Regions from separate parts of the Drosophila melanogaster genome. Here region 1 is linked to region 2. The links are chromatin contacts, called in public Hi-C maps. All regions are on one chromosome and are shown on one strand. The core of a region is the stretch at or near the end of the contact, and the rest is flanking DNA. Distances in the headings are between cores, read along the strand shown.

Evidence for each region. Hi-C and Micro-C count contacts between places; a contact is called where the count stands out from the background.
Region 1: a contact with region 2 is called in a Hi-C map of the Kc167 cell line, with 1.6 times the contacts expected there. A contact is called at or near these places in 74 of 107 Hi-C or Micro-C datasets (the Clone 8 cell line, the D17-c3 cell line, the Kc167 cell line and 26 more) and 4 of 7 datasets of targeted methods (the Kc167 cell line and the S2 cell line).

The regions. Positions count from the first base shown.
Region 1 is chr3R:14,695,929-14,698,628 of dm6, reverse strand. It overlaps Meltrin (meltrin,), which reads left to right and starts at 1,337. Exons shown (of 8, transcript NM_001032403.2): 1 at 1,337-2,144. The coding sequence starts at 2,024. It overlaps kibra (kibra,), which reads left to right. Exons shown (of 9, transcript NM_001300400.1): 9 at 1-940.
Region 2 is chr3R:14,662,034-14,664,733 of dm6, reverse strand. It overlaps BigH1 (Histone H1 variant BigH1), which reads right to left and starts at 1,284. Exons shown (of 2, transcript NM_142126.2): 1 at 448-1,284; 2 at 1-353. The coding sequence starts at 1,143. It overlaps Rad17, which reads left to right and starts at 1,537. Exons shown (of 4, transcript NM_142125.4): 1 at 1,537-1,599; 2 at 1,655-2,331; 3 at 2,418-2,700. The coding sequence starts at 1,585.

The DNA.
Region 1 (2,700 bases), core at 88-2,587, 34 kb before region 2:
AAAGTCAGTTGTACAAATTGACCCCCACTGATGACCATATGAAAGCAATTAAGAGATAAAAACCACCAACCAACCCGCCCCAAACAATTTGCCCCGCCCAAAACAAAAAAAAAAAAAAACCAAGAAACAAGGAATATCAACACAATAACGCGCACATTGTGCGTTCAATGCCTTCAAATTCATATTGAAACCAACTGTATTCTTAAGACTTGAGCAAAAATTATACGAATGTTTATGAATATTTTTATACGCAGCTAGTTAGGATAGTTAACCCAAGCCACATATACACAAAACGTGAGGAGAACGTAAAATATTTATTATACTGATGGATCGATCGACGTCGCGCTCGAATCCAGTCGTTTAGGTTAGTTAGCTTGCGTTTTTGTTAAGCTTAAAACGAATTCTTATACTGTAATTTTTTTTATAAAAAAATCCTATGCAAAAAAAAAAACAAACCACACAAAAAAAAGTGAATGTACCATATTAGATAATCGTCACTATGTTAACTATAAGAGCGCCCTTAACCCCCGACAATGCCACCATTGAAAGGCGCATAAAAGTGAGAGAAAATATAAAATTAAACCTTGTTATGCTTTCCCAAGCGGACCTGTTAAAACTGTTGACTTTGAAACTGTGCCGTGGTGCACTGAGTTTGTATGAAATGAAATGAAATGAAATTACCCACAGCTCTAGTTTAGTTTAGGTTTTACACGTGTGTGTTTTCGGCTCATTGCAAACTTTTGCTGTTGTTTATGTTTTCACTAACCAGACCCAGCCTCTTCCCACCCCAAAATGTAGCAAGTAGTAGTATGAGTAGAATGAGAGTCGCCACACATATTTTTTCAATACCATAGTAATTTTAGTTGTAATAAATTATATGAAAGTGAACCTGTATATTGTAATTGTGCAATAAACATAAAAAAAACTGACATAACTAAAGTGAATGTATTTTACTTTGCCGTAAAGTTGGTTAGTTGGGTCGGTGATGAAAAGCAACACAATCTTAAGAAAACATACATTTTTAAACGAATTTCTGTTCTATTATAAGTAACATGGAAAATTTGTGGTATATTTTTAATAAATATTACTATTACTATATGTGTAATAAAATATTTAAAATTTAAACTTCGCGCCAAAAGTCGATAGCGATAAGTCGTAGAGCATATTGCCCATCTCTAGTGGTATCGGAAGTTATCGATTGTTTGAATTAGCAAAGACAAAAACCTTACTTAGCGGACACACCAATCTTGTAACCGATGTATTTTTGGCATTTCGCATAACGATACGTCTGGTCACACTGAAAACACGTATAGCCACACATATGTAGAAACTCGATTCAAAACAACTTCGGCCACCGAACGGTGATGTCGCGTTCGCTTGCTGCTCTGACTTTTTCGCGTTCGTGTGTGCTTGTGCATTTCTGAGTGTGTGTGTGAAGCGATTGTGTCAAGAGTAAATTGAATTAAAGCCCCCGAAAATAAATGCAAAACTGGCACCGATTTGATAGTGCCCAGCCCCGAATAAATGCTATTATGATAAATTAAAAGATGTCTTGCGAATTGCAAGAGTAACGCCTCGCAGATTAGAAAATTCCAATAGGAATAAGAAGAGAGTGAGATAGAGCGAGAGGGGCTCGAAGAGCAAGAGAGAGAGAGCCAGCAGCAGATAGCAAAACAGAACACAAAAGCCGTTAGATTAGTAGCTGCAAAATCTGCTTGTGTTTGTTTTTGTTCTCCATTTGCGCGCGTGATATTGTTGTTGTTTCTTAATAGCAGCATTATTTATATTTTGCGAATGGTGCAAGAGAGTTTTAAGAAATCCCCATCCTGCTGGCAATAACACCCCTCCGCACAAAACCCAAAATCAAAAGATGCTGCAGGAAATGTGATGTCACCACATTGGCCCCGCGGCAACAACAACAAACTTCACTATCGCCAGCAAAAAAGCAAATATCTCGCTGCATCGACAAAAACATCAACAGAGACGACAACAACAACATAGGCTATATAGCAACGATCTGAAAATGTTGCACTTGCATTTGTTTTTGCTACCGCTGCTGCTGCTCAACACATGCTTGCAACAACACATTCTGCAGCCGGCGGAAGCGACGGCGTTCCATCAGTCGGAAGGAGAAAAGTCAAAAGGTGAGTTCCCTGAAAAGTCGCTTAAGTCCGGGGGAAATTCAAATGCATCCTCCCCTGTTGGTTTCCACTAGCCTACAGGTGGATTTAAACAACAAAGAATCTTCTTTGCTAATTTCAACTTTTTTGGTTACCATGGTTACCAATATCGCAATTCATGAAAACATACAAAAATGTTAGTTTGCTATTTATATTTATTAACTATAGAAATTTAATTATAAATATTACCAAATAAAAATGGTGACTATATCCTTATTTATTTAATATATATTTCATATTCATATTAATATTCATTTCATATTTCATTAATAATGGCAGATGGTTGAGGAAAGAAGTGATTTTTAGGGTATCACAACTGCAATATGTGAACAGATGTGTCTGGAAAATAACTTAATTATGCATATTTTGAGTGACAGAATAATAAAGTACCATTTTGTCAATTCTAAAACTATTTCTTAGTTAAACTGATGTCTTATCAATAACTAGTTTGAGTTTCACCTACTCCAATCAATATTCTTCTTGCCGCTCTTGAATCGAGGTTGTTGCTTAATCAAGTTCA
Region 2 (2,700 bases), core at 35-2,534:
TTGCGCTTCGCCTTGGTAGCTCCTTGAGGAGTCGACGTGGCCTGGGCCTCCATTATGGAAAGATCCGGTGTGGAGGCTCCCTTTCCAGCCACCAGTTTCTTGACCGCCTTGACTTTCGGCCTGGCTGCCTTGGGCTGAGCCAGAGTTCCAATGGACTTTCGCGACTTTTTAGTCTTTCCCGCCTCGGATGAATCCGCTTGTAGCTTGACTTTGGTTTTGGCCGGCTTCTTTCCCGCTTCAGGAATCGCTGTCTGGGATGTTTCCAGCATGGCCTGCGCGGCAGCGGATGAAGCTGCTTTAGATGCTGGCGGATTATCCTTGGTTCCATCCTCGGGCTTCTTCTTTTTTACAGCCTTTGTGTAAATAGCGGTTTATTATTATCAATTTATCAAGGAAGCTAATTCTTAAAAAATCTATTGAATTGTTAGATTAGAATAAACCACGTACTTGTTTTGTTTTCCGCTCGGTTGGTTTACTGGATTTTTCCTTGGAGGCCTTCTTTTCCTTCATCTTCGCCTTGGCCTCTTTCTTTTGAATCTTCTCCTTTAAAACTTTCTCAACTTTGGCTTTCTTTTCCTTCTCCTTCTGTTTCTTTGCCTTCATTTTCTCCACAGCCTTTGAGGAGTTCTTCTGCTTATCGGTGAGTTTAAAGGATCGCTTAACCATCACCACTTCGCCGTTGGCTTCGGCCAATTTTAAAGCTCGATGGAGGAGGCGGGCGGTTTTCTTCGGATCCTTCCACTCCTGACCATTGTCCTTTAGGTATGTCATTATGGCCTGAACCGATGAGCCCGATCGGCTCGCCAACTTCCCGATGGCCATAAGAGCTAGGGATATGAGCGTACCCTTTGGTTTTGGGACCATCGACTTGGGGTTGTCAGAATCGGGGGGCACCAGTTTCGACCCATCATCAGGCGGCGGAGTGGGATAGGGATTGCGATCAGCTCCGAGATTATCTGTCTCGACCTCGTCACCGTCCTGCCGATCCTCCTCCTCATCCTCCTCCATCTCCTCCTCATCTTCCTCCGGGAGCTCCTCTTCTTCGCCCATATTGGAGTCTTCGGATTCGGGATGATCATTTGGCATTTCCTCCTCGCTCTCATCATCCGAGCCATCATTGCGTTCAACCGGCTTTAGTTTCATGTTATTAGTTGGAAATTAAATTGAACAAAAATTAGAAATACAACTCAACAACTTTTAAGACACGAAAAAAGGTTAACAAAACGGTAATCGAAAACTCGCAGTAACAATGATACTTTGCAATGACTGTTAATGCACAGAAAACGGGATCAAAAGTTATATCGCAAAGCTTTTTAAGTCGATTTTGTAAGTACCGTTTATTATTCAGATAATTATAAGTATACATTATTGAAATGTTTGAAGCGTTTTTAACCAGAAATTTGATAAATAAAACAATAAATATGTATCATATTTATTAAATAAATAATATATTAAGTAATACAATAGCAAATAGTTCAGTTTAAATAACGCGATTTTTTGTGAAACTTATCGATTATTTATTGAATTAGCAGTGTTATTCCATATGGTAACACTGCTAAAGAAGAAGAGGAGTTAATTCTAAAAATGAGCGTACGGAAGGTAAACAATTTGAAATTTATGTTTTTAAACTGAATACTAAAGAACTAATGCTTAGAAAACTTGGGTAAGATGTGCCTTCAGCGAGATGAACTTGACCACCAGTCCTGCTCCTTCGGAATCCACGCCTGCGAAGCGCACAAGAAGTGCAAGCAATGTGAGCAGCTCCAGAGTATCGAGGTCGAGAACTCCAAGCATAAATACAAAGCCAATACAGATTCCGGACGTGGACTCAGTCGATCTTACTGCCATGGATGATGACCAGGATGCGGACATCACTGTGCCACCGCCAGAAGTCAAAGAAAACTGGATGGAAAGCTTTGAGCCAGCCACCAGCGACGATTTGGCGGTGCATCCAAAGAAGGTCGGAGAACTACGCGATTGGCTGCGTCACTGCGAAGCGGTGCGCAAGAAGTTCCCGGCTCAAATGTGTCTACTTACCGGGCCCACTGGTGCTGGCAAAACCACCACGTTGCGAGTCCTGGCCAAGGAGTTCGGCTACCAGCTGCAGGAGTGGATCAATCCTATCGATTGTGAGGTGGTCAACACCTTGGGTGATCAAACGACTGGCGCCTCCTATGTGGGCTCCCATCTGGAGGCCTTTAAAAGCTTTCTGCTCCGTGCCTCGCGATACAAATCCTTGCTGGACTCGCAAAATAAGAGACTGCTTCTTGTCGAGGACTTTCCCAACGTCCTGCTCAGCGATAAGGAGGTCAACTTTGAAGAGTTACTAGAGTAGGTAAAACCGGTGGACTATGGAATTGAACACCAACTATAAGATTCAACATAATTTAATAAACCCTCATTTCCTTCCATTTCAGAGAGTACACGGCGTATGGCAAATCTCCCCTGGTGTTCATCGTTGCCGATGCCAAATCTCGAGGATTGAATATCAGCTACCGCCTCTTTCCAGACCAACTGAAGGCCAAACATCGCATCGAGCACATCAGTTTCAATGCTATTGCATCTACAATCATGCAAAAGTCAATGAAAACCTTCTGCTCCGTAATGCAGCAGAATAAAGCTACTTACAAGGTGCCCTCGACCGCTGTTGTTGACTCAATAGTTGTCGGTGCCCAGGGCGACATAAGAAATGCGTTAATT